2 separate regions of the Ovis aries genome follow, and region 2 is linked to region 1. Evidence: chromatin contacts called from public Hi-C data. All regions are on one chromosome and are shown on one strand. The core of a region is the stretch at or near the end of the contact, and the rest is flanking DNA. Distances in the headings are between cores, read along the strand shown. Region 1 holds the start of GADD45G (growth arrest and DNA damage inducible gamma). Region 2 has its middle 62 kb from the start of GADD45G.

What was found. A called contact is a pair of places that touch in the nucleus more often than the background predicts.
Region 2: a contact with region 1 is called in a Hi-C map of liver, with 2.1 times the contacts expected there. The contact joins the enhancer-like site here to the promoter of GADD45G in region 1. A contact is called at or near these places in 2 of 16 Hi-C or Micro-C datasets (liver and skin fibroblasts).

What each region holds. Positions count from the first base shown.
Region 1 is chr2:24,390,079-24,397,111 of ARS-UI_Ramb_v3.0, forward strand. GADD45G (growth arrest and DNA damage inducible gamma) reads left to right here and starts at 5,113. Exons shown (of 4, transcript XM_015093022.3): 1 at 5,113-5,272; 2 at 5,544-5,645; 3 at 5,759-5,972; 4 at 6,069-6,679. The coding sequence starts at 5,220. The coding sequence ends at 6,179.
Region 2 is chr2:24,453,919-24,460,339 of ARS-UI_Ramb_v3.0, forward strand. No RefSeq gene overlaps it. Among named protein-coding and RNA genes, the nearest start is that of GADD45G, 62 kb to the left of the region's middle. Within about 2 kb of position 2,648, at least 14 of the 54 cell types and tissues checked have an H3K27ac peak or open chromatin away from gene starts, as enhancers often do. A contact at or near this core is called in liver, where this site is marked.

The sequences.
Region 1 (7,033 bases), core at 3,863-6,362:
AGCATTCTTTGGCATTGCCTATCTTTGGGACTGGAATGAAAACTGAGTTTTTCCAGTCCTGTGGCCACTGCTGAGTTTTCCAAATTTGCTGGCATATTGAGTGTAGCACTTTCACAGCATCATCTTTTAGGATTTGAAGTAGCTCCACTGGAATTCCATCACATCCACTAGCTTTTTTCATAGTGATGCTTCCTAAGGCCCACTTGACTTCACATTCCAGGATGTCTGGCTCTAGATGAATGATCACACCATTGTGATTATTTGGGTGGTGAAGATCTTTTTGTATAGTTCTTCTGTGTATTCTTGCCACCTCTTCTTTTTTTTAAAATTATTTATTTATTTTACTTTTCAATACTGCATTGGTTTTGCCATACTTCATCATGAATCCGACACGGGTATACACGTGTTCCCAATCCTGAACCCCCCTCCCATCTCCCTCCCCATACCATCCCTCTGGGTCATCCCAGTGCACCAGCCCCTAGTATCCTGTATCCTGCATCGAACCTAGACTGGTGATTCATTTCTTATATGATATTATTCATGTTTCAATGCCATTCTCCCAAATCATCCCACCCTCTCCCTCTCTGACAGTGTCCAAAAGACTGTTCAATACATCTGTGTCTCTTTTGCTGTCTCACATACAGGGTTATTGTTACCATTTTTCTAAATTCCATATATATGCGTTAGTGTACAATATTGGTGTTTTTCTTTCTGGCTTACCTCACTCTGTATAATAGGCTCCAGTTTCATCCACCTCATTAGAACTGATTCAAATGTATTGTTTTTAACGGCTGAGTAATACTCCATTGTGTATATGTACCACAGCTTTCTTATCCATTCATCTGCTGATGGACATCTAGGTTGCTTCCATGTCCTGGCTATTATAAACAGTGCTGCGATGAACATTGGGGTACACGTGTCTCTTTCAATTCTGGTTTCCTCAGTGTGTATGCCCAGCAGTGGGATTGCTGGGTCATAAGGCAGATCAATCAATGTAATACACCACATTGACAAATTGAAAAATAAAAGCCATATGATTATCTCAGTAGATGTAGAGAAAGTCTTTGCCAAAATTCAACATCCATTTATGATAAAAACTCTCCAGAAAGCAGGAATAGAAGGAACATGCCACCTCTTCTTAATATCTTTTGCTTCTGTTAGGTCCATACCATTTTTGTCCTTTATTGTGCCCATCTTTGCATTGAAATGTTCCCTTGGTATCTTTAATTTTCTTAAAGAGATCTCTAGTGTTTCCCATTCTATTGTTTTCCTCTATTTCTTTGCACTGATCACTGAGGAAGGCTTTCTTACCTCTCCTTGCTATTCTTTGGAACTCTGCATTCAAATGGGTATATCTTTCCTTTTCTCCTTTGCCTTTAGCTTCTCTTCTTTTCTCAGCTATTTGTAAGGCCTCCTCCAGTTTGCCTTTTTGCATTTCATTTTCTTGGGGATGGTCTTGATACCTGCCTCCTATATAATGTCACGAACCTCTGTCCATAGTTCTTCAGGCACTCTGTCTGTCAGATCTAATCTCTTGAATCTATTTGTCACTTCCACTGTATAATCATAAGGGATTTGATTTAGGTCATACCTGAATGGTCTAGTGGTTTTCCCTACTTTCTTCAATTTAAGTCTGAATTTGGCCATAAGGAGTTCATGAAGTGTTAATAAAAACATCGAAGTGCTTCCAAAAGGTTTGTAAAACAGAACATCTCTGAGGGTGTCCCTTTAGTAATGTCACCATCGCCGTCATGGTTAAGGTTCACAGGAACATTAGGGGGTATAATCACAGGGAGCTTGGTTGACATCACAGTCTCCTAGGAATGGGGGCTGCAGCAGGCTGACACATGGGTTGAATTCAGTTTGGGGGCACAGTGGCAACAGAATGGGACAGGTGGGCTTTAGTCAACCATCTTCTATCTCAGGGTGGGCCAGAAGAGCATCTGAAGTTTCCGGTATTGGGGTGTTGGCTTTGCCCACCCCTCTCCTGTAGTATGACCGGCAAACTGGATATGGGCTATCCCAGAGCCAGTAGCTTCTGCGTTTGTCTAACTTGTAAGAATGGGGAGGGAGTGTCTGGTGAAGGGCCAACTTAGACTCCAGACAATATGTTTCTTTCCTAATTGAGGATGAAGCCTTTTGGGCCATGTGGACTGACCTAATAAACCCATGTGAAGTCATATCCAACGTCAGAAAGGCGATTTTCCTGAAATTCAATACCTTAAAAATATGAGTGAAGTAGATAGCCCCAGGGAGGTGTCAATCAGGCCTCTTCTTAGGGCTGGCTCAGCACCAACTGGAAATGCTGTCTCCTGTCCCCCCTCCCCTCCTCTGGGGTCCGGGTGTGAGGCCTGGTGTGTAGGGAGATTTCCAGTGTTTAAAATGGGGAGGGGGAAATAAACTCTAAGATGTCAAATAAGTCTCATTTTTGCAATGATACATTTTCTGGGGACCTGAAACTAGTACATTAAAAAATATTTGATACTTTTAAAAGCAATATCTATGTTTCAATCACTTAAAAATAAATATATCTTATCCAATCAAGGCACACCATCATTTTGTTTACCACTAACGAAGAAAGAAGGGGCTTCCCCGGCGGCTCAGTGATAAAACAATCCACCTGACAATACAGGAGACGCAGGAGATACAGGTTCGATCCCTGAGTCAGGCAGATCCCCTGGAGGAGGAAATGGCAACCCACTCCAGTATTCTTGCCTGAGAAAATTCCATGGGCAGAGGAGCCTGGTGGGCTACAGTCAGTTCATAGGGTCACAAAGAGTTGTACACATCTGAGCAACTGAGCATGCAGTGGGCAGTAAAGAAAGAAAGGAAATGGCAGCAAAGGAAAGCCACAGGATGCCAGCAATGGGGAGGGAGCAATTAGAAAACAATATAATGGCTACCGGGGGTGGGGGCGTGTGAGGGGGAGGGATAGGTTGGGAGGCTAGGATTGACCTATACGTGCTACTACATAAAACAGATGACTAATAAGAACTTTTTGCGTAGAACAGAGAACTCTACTTAATACTCTGCTATGACCTACATGGGAAAAGAGTCTAAAAAAGAGTGGATGTGTGGTGTATATGTATAACTGATTCACTGTTGTGTACACCTGTAACGCTGAAGATCAACTGCCCTTCAGTGGGGGGGCGGGGGGCGGGGGGCGGGGAAGACACCTCGGATTTCAGCGATGTTAGGTGAGCAAACACTCAATTGGCATCTGGGAAGTGTTCCGCTCTCTCAGCTGTCCTCTGCCAGCTGGCCACCGGGGGGCGCAAGAAGCCAGTGCACTCCGTTGTCTTCCTTATTTCCTGTCTTGCCGCAGAGTCGGGACTCCCAGCACACCCAACAGCCCCTGCACCCGCTATAGCTGTCCTGCCCAGTCTCAAAAACCTCACCTAGTAAGGGTTAAGGCTGGGTGGCGGAGACAGAATGCACCTCAGTGCACATAGAGAGATGCAGGCACCAAAAATTATAAGCTCAGTGAGCAAACTTTCTGGAAGTGTCAACTTCCCTGGTGGCTCAGATAGTAAAGAATCTGCCTGCAATGCGGGAGACCCAGGTTCCATCCCTGGGTCGGGAAGATCCCCTGGAGGAGGGCATGACAACCCACTCTGGTATCCTTGCCTGGAGAATCCCATGGAGAGAGGAGTCTGGCTGTAGAGTCCATGGGGTTGCAAAGAGTCGGACACCACTGAGTAACTAACATTCATTACACAGGTCCAAAATGGCCCCGGCCAAGCAATGTCTATTAAACGCTCTCAAGCTCTCATTTAGTATTATTTCTCTATTCCTGGAAAACAAGCTTTTAATACATGCATACTTAGGTCAAAATTTTTCAAAATAGCTTGCCAAATATAGGCTTTTCTTCCGTCAGTACTGGATTGGAGTCTCCTTTTGTCTTCATCTGGGTTTTGCAGTTTTTGACTTCCATTAATATGTAGCTTAGATGGGGCTCAGCTGACTCTACCTGGGCCCCTCCTTGATCAGAGGGCCAAAGGCCAAGTCCCCACAGTATGTCAATGGAAGTGCGGGGGAGAGGTGCTCAGGAACTTTCCCGTCGGCCTGTAGATGGCGCCCCGGGAAAGGGATTCCAAGCGTAGTTCCCAAAGTTCTTGGGGTCCCCACCCGGCTGCGAAGAAGGTGCAGCAGCCAGGTGTTCCTTCCAACTTCCACGGCTGCTCCGCACGTGCGCTAGAACCTTTTGGGGCGGAATTTCATGCAAACGTGTGGTGGGTGCAGCGGGGCCGGTGCAGGGGGCGCGCATTGAGGAGCGCAGGAGCCCCACGCGGCCGCGACCCACCACGCGCCGAGCAGCCCGGTGACCCCCACGCGCGGCGGGGCTCTCCCACCCCACCCAGCGGCAGGTGGACAGTGTCGCTATGAAGAGAAAGCTTCAATTGTCCCTCCTACAAACCGCCACACGCCAGACCTCTGCTATTGTGCACCCGGCATAGAAATGCAAACGAGCCGCGTGTTCCGGCCGCAATCTGCTTGCGCGCCCTGGCGCCCCGCAGCGCTTAGTAGCGGGCCGGGAGATTGGCTAGACTTTGCAGCGCGACCGGGTCCGGGTCTTGATTGTGCTAGAAGAACCTCGCGCTCGGGGCTCTGGTGTCAGCTGGAGAGGGCTGCTTTCAGGCCTTTAGCTAGCTTAGCCAGCGCAGCCTGTTTTTTAAGTTCCGGTTTAGAAGAAATGGTTTCAGAAACTCCAAATTAAAAGTGAAGAAAAAAATAGAAAAGGTAGCAAGAAAAATAAATGCAAAAAAAATATTCATTAGATTTCCCCAAAGGTGCATTTCACAAATTGCAGCGTACTGTTAACAAGTGAGGGTTTTTTCCCCCCGTAACTTTTTCCTTTTAAGGACTTAAAAAAAAAAGGCGAGATGAAATCTGCAGGCTCCAGTCTGCCTGGTAACACCCCGACAAAAGCGGCAGATTTGAGGCATTGTCATCCCCCGCACCCCTCCCCACGTGGCCTTCTGGCACGAGCCGCGGGCAGCCGCCTCATTTGCATCAGAAAGCGGGCGCGGGCCAATGGGCTCGCAGGCTCGCGCCAGCTGGCGGCGCCACCCGGCTCAGCCTATATAAGGGCGCAAGGCGGCGCTCCGGCTTACTCGCCGGCAGCGGGCTCACCAGGCTTGCTCGCAGACTTTCCTTCTTCGCTCGCGTCTGCTCCGCCCTCTGTTCTTGTGGATAACTTGCTGCTCGCAGATCGCAATATGACTCTGGAAGAAGTTCGTGGCCAGGACACGGTTCCAGAAAGCACAGCCAGGTAGGTCGGCGCCTAACTCCGGACGTCTCGGGGCGCGCGGGGACCCTCGTCCTGCCCTGGCCGCGCTGGTTGGGCGATAGTCTTTGGGGCCCGCCTGGGTGGAAACCGGCTGGGTTGGGAACCCGCTGGGTGGAAGCCGGGCGCGAGTGTGCCGGCTGGGCCGAAGGTGCGGCCGCCTGGGCTGGCGCGCCGGGCTGGGGCGCTGGGGGTGCGTCTCCGGGTCCAGGGATCTCAGGGCACCCTCCGGCTCACCGTGCTGGCTTGTCCACAGGATGCAGGGCGCCGGGAAAGCGTTGCACGAGCTGCTGTTGTCTGCGCAGCGCCAAGGCTGCCTCACGGCCGGCGTCTACGAGTCAGCCAAAGTCCTGAACGTGTGAGTATCAAACGCGGCCCGTGGGAGGAGCGGCAGGGAGACCGGGGAGACAGTGGCTGGGGGCGCCCCTGGCTCCTCGACCTGATCTCACCACCTCTTGCTCGCCCGCGTAGGGACCCCGACAATGTGACCTTCTGCGTGCTTGCCGCTGACGAGGAGGACGAGGGCGATATCGCGCTGCAGATCCACTTCACTTTGATCCAAGCGTTCTGCTGTGAGAACGACATAGACATCGTGCGCGTGGGCGACGTGCAGCGGCTGGCGGCGATCGTGGGTACCGGTGACGAGTCGGGGGCACCTGGAGACCTGCACTGTATCCTCATTTCGGTGAGTGTCGCCTCCGTGCCGATGTGATCCCTGCCCCCTCGCTCTCCCGTCAGCAGCCAGTGCCCAGCCAGGCTGACCTCTGCGTTCTCTCTGCAGAACCCCAATGAGGACGCATGGAAGGACCCCGCCTTGGAGAAGCTTAGCCTGTTCTGCGAGGAGAGCCGCAGCGTCAACGACTGGGTGCCCAATATTACCCTTCCCGAGTGACAGCCCCGTGGGGATCCTTGGTTTGATCGACGTGGTGACGCCCCGGGGCGCCTAGCGCGGGGCTGGCTCTGTGGATGCGCCCTCGGAGGGCGCCGGAGTGCGGCGTGGAGACTGGCAGGCGGGGGCGCGTGGAGAGCGGCGAGGAGGTGCGGTTCCCTCCCGAGGAGGGGCCCGGCGGCGACAGGGGCAGGCTGGCCCCAACCCAGGACTCTACAAGTGTGGGGAGCGGCTGCTCGCCCAGGAAGGCCGGAGGCGGGACCTTGGCCGCGCGGCCGGGAAGGACAGACTGGCCGGGCAGGCGTGACTCAGCAGCCTGTACTCCCGGCAGAAAGGAGGGGAAAGGCAAGTCCAGGCGGCTTGGACTTGTACGGTTACAGGAGCTCTGACGGACTTGAGCAGTATGCACTGCTGTTTTCAAAACGGATACGGGCGATGCTTCATTTTCTAAAGGATTATGCTGCTGCAGCTTTGAGTTTTACAATAAACTTAACTGAAACAAACGTACTCTCTTTATTGAGGGCAGGGTATCTTTGTCTGTGGGGGAGGTGGTCAGCGGGACTGCTGCTGATTTCTGAAATTTACGGAACTCCATGGCACCTGTTCCATCTTCCTGTTGGCGCTGAATGGCAGGCTCCTGGGGTGCTGGAAGTGGGGGAGGGGACGCTGGCTGGGTGTTAGGGCAGAACTTGAGCCCTGCTCCTATTTCTCTCCCTTCAGGAAAATTTTTAAACTTGCAAGACAGGAGCATACTTGGGATAAGACATCAGTGCAGCAGCTGGCCATCCAACCCGATAGCAGAGACCTTTCCCTCCCCTCCCCCTTCTTTCCTCTCCACCCCCTCCCTTCCAACAGCT
Region 2 (6,421 bases), core at 1,398-3,897, 61 kb after region 1:
GCTGCCCCTCTTTCAAACCGCCTGAGCTCCTCACAGGGGGATCGGGGTGTGGGGTAAAGCCTCTCTCCCTCCCCTGCCTTCCCAGGCTCCCCACACTGAGACAGGTTTGCAGGCTTGGGAGATGAGAGAAGGTATCCCTCTGTGTCACCACAGCTGGCTGATGGCCAGGTGTTGGGAGGGTGGGGAGAAACACTCAAGGAGGATAAGCTGAGGGCGACAGCCACAGACTTTTAATGCAATGACATTCCCCTCCACAAAGACACATGTGAGGCTCCCATGATGCCTTATACATCTCCTGGACTTCAGGCAAACCACGTTGGGGTTCTTCTTTTTTTTTTTCCCAGGATTTATTTTTATTTATTTGGCTGCATAGGGTCTTAGTTGGGGCATTCGAACTCTTAGTTGAAGCACATGGGATCTAGCTCCCTGACCAGGGCTCAAACCCGGGCCCCCTGCACTGGGAGCATGGAGTCTTAGCCACTGGACCACCAGTGGTTAAAGAGTAACCACTGGGTTACTCTTTAATGGAATTATCCTCCTTTATCGCCCTTGCAAAGGAAGATCGATGAGGTTGCATTGTGTATCTGCACAGTCTTGTCTTCTTTATAAAGACAATGTCTTTTTTGTTGGAGATTAAGCCCCACCCCCACCTGGCCGAGAGGTACTATTGTAGTTTCTGCAGACAGGAACCTTCAAGTATTAGAAATTCAGCCCAGGAGGAAGTGGCAGAGTAGGAGACGGCCTCTCCCTGCATTGCCTTTTACAGCTTGCTGCTGCATTTAGGGTAGAGCACTTGTTTATTTATTTATAATGTCTTTATTTTAATTGGAGGCTAATTACTTTACAGTATTGTGGTGGTTTTTGCCATACATTCACATGAATCAGCCATGGGTGTACATGTGTTCCCCATCCTGACCTTCCTCCCTCCTTCCTCCCCTGAGGGATGATCCCATCCCTCAGGGTCATCCCAGTGCACCAGCCCTGAGCACCTGTCTCATGCATCGAACCTGGACTGGCAATCTATTTCACATATGATAATATATATGTTTCAATGCTATTCTCTCAAATCATCCCCCCCTTGCTTTCTCTCACAGAATCCAAAAGCTTTTAGTATACTTGGGTTTGAAGTGCATATTTGAGTAAAATGTGTTCTAAGGGAAATGTCTAAAAGATTATGCATGTGTGCATGCTTAGTTGCTTCAGTCATGTCCAAATCTTTGTGAGTCTGTGGTGGCCAGGCTCCTCTTGAGGAGGAGGCAAGAATCCTGGAGTAGGTTGCCATGCCCTCCTCCAGGGGCTCTTCCCCACCCAGGGATCGAAACCGAGTCTTCTGCGTCTCCTGCACTGCAGGCAGATTCTTTACCGCCAAGCCATCAAGGAAGCCCCTCAAAGGTTATACTTTTCTCCTTTAGTGACACCCCATGCCTGGCTCATGCACCGAGGTGGTTGCAGGTAAAAGGCTGGTTCTCAGGGCCCAAATATTCTCCAGTGCAGCATGTCCTGGCCTCCAGGCTGCCGAGGAAAGATCCTGCTTGCATTTTGCAGTTTGCAAGCAGCTGCTGCAGTGGTGAGGCCACGGAAACCTCTCATCTTTGGTGCCTAGAAGGTTTTGCATGTGGCATTCTGTAGATTAAAAAATCAGAGCCAGGACTGGTAACATGCCCCAGGTGCACGGGTGAGGGACACATCCCTGCAGCGAGCAGAGCAGTCGTGTGTAAACCTGCAAGCAGAGCACCGGCCACCTCCTGGACATGTGCACAGCGTGGAGTCAGTGTTACTACTTTCTGGACTAGTTCTCTTGCTTGAGCAAAGGGAGGGTGCAGCTGCTCCTGGTCCCTCTGTCTCTCCCGGCTCGGCTGGATGGCAAGCCGGCTCTGTCCGCTCTCGCTGGCTGCACACCGTGTAATGACCCGCAGTCCTGGAGGGATCTCTCCCTGTTGTGATCCTGTTTACCATTTCCTTGGGCTGAGTCTGAGGCTGCTTACCCGGCACAGGATCTCAGATCCGGTGGCACATCTGAGAGGCTGGCGCAGCAGTGGGGCATCTCTTCTGGGCTTGGGGACAATGTTTGAGTGTCTCTGGACTCCTGTCCAGGGCAGGCTGGGCAGGCAGGGACCGGGAGGACTGAGATTTGAGGTTGGGGAGGGCAGCCAGGATGAAACGAAATCTTGGAGGAGGGGCCATTCCTTCCTGAGAAGTGGCTTTTTCCTAGGACCAAGTGCTCACAAACAACACGGAGGATAGAGGGAAAAACAGCATCTCCTTGGCTCCACCCCCTCCCTGTGGGCGGCCACCTCCTCAGTTAATTGGAAACACAGAGGAAGCTGTTGCGAAATCCAGCCCCTCTGCCATCTGCGCCTCTGTGGGCTCTTCACAGTGTTTATGCACTGAGGGTCACGAGGTGTTGTTAGCTTCCGAAGAGGTCCTGGGCCACAGATAGCTCTCTGGAGAGGGAGGCCGGAGCACACGCATTACACAACCCAGCCAGGTCATCTGACCACTGTACTGAAAGCCCCAGGAAGTTTGTCAGCTGACCCTGGGTGGGCAGGCCACCTGCGAACCGCCCCCAGGCCGAGGGCTCGCTGCACCGTAAACCAGCTTTGAAGGTGCGGTCTGGGTACCCACAACATCACTCACAAACAGCTTTCCCACCTGCCGGGGCACACAGAGCACAGCTTGGCCTGGTGTGGGTGTGTCCCATTTCACAGCTGGGAGATCGGCTGGGTGGCTTGCCCGACGCATGGCCGGGCTGTGACAAGGCAGAGAGGGAGCAGTGTTGCTGCTTTGTGGACAGTGGGGAAATGGGTTCCCCGGGCCACGAGGACAATGCATGTGTGTGGGGGACTATTAGGACTAGACTATGAGATGGTTCACCGACTTGATGGATATGAGTTTGAGCATGCTCTGGGAGATGGTGAAGGACAGGGAAGCCTGGCGTGCTGTAGTCCATGGGGTCACAAAGACTTGGACACGACTGAGTGACTGAACAACAATTAGGGCCAGGGTTGTGCCAGGTGGGACAGGCCAGGTCCTGTCCTTTATCCGATCCTGCTGCCCGCACAGCTTTTTGGAGCAAAGAAGTCAGTAAAGGTGCTCCCCTCCGCTCCCTCCTGTCAGGTTGCATGTGAAGCTGCCCAAGGTTGTGACATCAACTACCCCCACCCTACTCCTGTCCCCAGGACTGCTGTCCCCACACAGCAAACCAGCAATACCTTCAGCTCTGGGGGTGGCATTCACAGCACTGATGGGAGGTCATGGCTTGACCTCGAGACATTGCATCTGTGAAAGTATAGATGTCACCCACAGTACAGATGTCACCCACAGCACCATCACAAGTTTGGACCCTGAGGGTTCAGGAAAAGGAACACGATGTGGACAGGACTCTTGAGGAAAAGGAACACTTATGAGAGGGACTGAGATCAGCTGGGATGTTAAGACAAAGGGTCCAGGCACTCCCCTCCTCCCATACTCCTAGAGTCTCCAGAAAACAGGCCCAAGTGTCCCCAGAACATAGGGGTTTTGATGCCAGACTCTCCACTCACACTCCTGGGGCTTTCGTGGGCCATCTAGTCACTCCAGTATGTCCTACCACCCACGCCCCCAGAATGTTCTGACCCACTGGTCGCCAGGGCAAGGCTGGAGGGAGAGTAGGTGAGCAGGCTTCCTTGGAGCCCCAGAGCTGATGAGGGGTGGCCTCTGTGTGAACTGCATTCTCTGGAGAGAGTGTCTTGGGAGGGTGGCCTTGCCCTACCCCGAGCTTTTTAAGTGAGGTGGGTGGGCCTGGCATGGCTCCTGCCCTGTGGCATGTGACCCTGTGGAGATTTCAGTTTTCAAAACAAGAGCATCCCCCTGCCATACAAAGTCCAAGGCCCTCTGGTTAAGGCACCAGGCAGGCTGGAGCCTGGATCTGCACTCTGCTTCTACTAGTGGGGTGACCTTGGGCAACCAGCGTATCATTGGGCTGAAAATATCACCTCCTTCATGGGATGTTCTGAGACACACCAATGGGAGAATACATGTGCAAGCCTGAATTTCAACCTCTGTTCATTCCTTTCCTCCTTATTCAAGAAGGGAGAAAGGTGAAAGTGCTTTTTAGGACCAGTCCCTTGGAGAAGAGTCTCAGGCTCCATTGGAGGGTGGGTCTGCTTCAGCGTCTAAAGGCAGCCTGAGACGGGGCAAAGAGCAAGAGCTAGATACAGCAGGGCCCTGGGCACTGTGCCATGCCCTGTCCCCAGAAGCCTGCTCTCCAGAGGAGGGGTGGCATGCAGTTAAACTCAGAAAGGCCCCCTTTTGAGCCCGGTGTCCAAGTGTGAGTGGCTTGCTGGGCGCTGGCTCCACAGGGCCTGGGATCCTGCACTTGTGAGTGTGAGAGGCAGTGGCGTGCAGGGCCAGCCAGTGCAACGACACCATAAAGGTCATAAACATACAATAAACGGTGATAGAACAGGCGCCGGGAAGCAGTGGCAAACCGGCTGTCACCGAGTTCTGCTCCAGGACTCTGTTAAATGTTAATGTTAAATGCTTGTGCTGGTGCTCAGTTGCTCAGACCTGTCTGACTACTTGCAACCCCATGGACTGTAGTCCACCAGGCTCCTCTGTCCACTGACTTCTTCAGGCAAGAATACTGGAGTGGGTTGCCATTTCCTTCTTCAGGTGGTCTTCCCGACCCAGGGATCAAACCTGTCTCTTGTGTCTCTTGCACTGGCAAGAGGATTCTTTTATCCTTGAGCCTCCTGGGAAGCCCTAATGGTAAATGGCCAGGGATAAAACTCAACTGTTGATGGGGATTTTTAAAGACTCCTCAGGCTTTGTTAGCCCAATGCCGTGGAGTGTGTGGGCTGGGACTCCGGGGCTCCTGGCTTCAGCATTAACCACGAAACCTCTGATAAACAGATTCCTGGGGTCTCCCTGCAGAGATTCTGGTTGGGCCAGGGCCTGGATATCTACTTTCCTAGAGTTGGAACCACTGACATAGATAAGTACAGAGAGGAGCTCAGCAATGTGGTCTTCTCTCCAAAATCTGTTGATGATTGTTGGGGGCACTGCTGGCAGGTGCCATGCCTAACCTGTCTAGACCCCTTCTCAGGTGGGGCCAAGTCACGAGGTTTCACGAGGCTACCTTCCCAAAGCGTCAGTTGCTCAGTTGTATCCGACTCTTTGTGACTCTGTGGACTGTAGCCTGCCAGGCTCCTCTGTCCCAAGAACCACACAAAGCCTTTGGCCTTTGTCTCCAGTCCTCTTTTCCTTTCCCTTTGAAAACTCAGCCGGGTTTCACCTCCTCTGAGACTGACTTTCCTCCTCCCTCCGTATACTCCAGGTCACGCTTGGGGATGCATGAAGGATATGACAGCCCCCCCCGCCCCGCCCCAACACTTGTCAGCTTCTGATCACACACCGAGCTGGACGATGAAGACAGCTGTCCAGGACACTGGAGGGGTGGTGTGTTCCAGCCTGCATATGTTGGGCAGCCACCTGGAGAACCTGTTTGTTCACTCTCAGGAGGGAGCCAGAAAGAGCCGGTGCTAGACTGCCCCCTCCTCTGCTATACTGCCTCCCTGCTGCAGAGACCAGGAAGGCCCCGCCCTCTGCAGGTGAGCTCGGGTGAGCCCTTAAGTGGTTTTTGTGATGTGGTGGAAACCTTCCAGCTTGATGAGGCCCACAGAGCCCTGAGCTTCCCATCAGCTGGGTCACCTGGCCCCTTCCCTTCACAGCTTGCTCCCCCTCCCACCTCCTCACAACCATGAGTGTGTGGACTTTCTTAGTCTTCTTTAGAGGCACAAGGAGATGGATTTGCTTGCTCAAGTTCAGGATTGCTTTCAGCAGGGGTTGGACCAGCTGTCAGAGCCAGTAAGCCCTGGCCAAGTACTTCAAGTAGACCAGAAAACACTCCCAGAGAAGTTTTATAACCAGTTCTGATTCACTTTGTTTGAGTTGAATGTGTGTCTGTAGTCTCCACAAAGCCTGATGTTTCTACCACAAATACTAAAGTCTCGAGCAGGTCGAAGGTGGAAGATCTCTGGTTTATCAGCTTATCTTGTGTTTGGTAGGAGACCCATGTTATGCCGGGAATGTGGTGTATCTGTCCACATACTGAGCTCATTAGAGAAGTGATTTAGATAAGGTTAGAGATGTCGATAAGTCCAGTTTCGAATCCTGGCTCACAAAGACACAGACTCATTTTGTCACAGCCGCGGATAGAGATCCTAGATGTGTGGGTTCACCCTCAGAGCCATCCTCACCTGCCGAGGACCACACAGCGCCTCTTGTTTCCCTGTCGGGGCTCGGGTGGCCCTGCAGAAAATGTGGGTACTTGTGGATTGCTTTCTTCCCAGTGGGATGGGGAGAACTTGTGTCCGCATGATTAAACTTGGGAACTTGGGGGCACTCCTAAAAGGAACATGCTCACAGCTGAGTCAGGTGA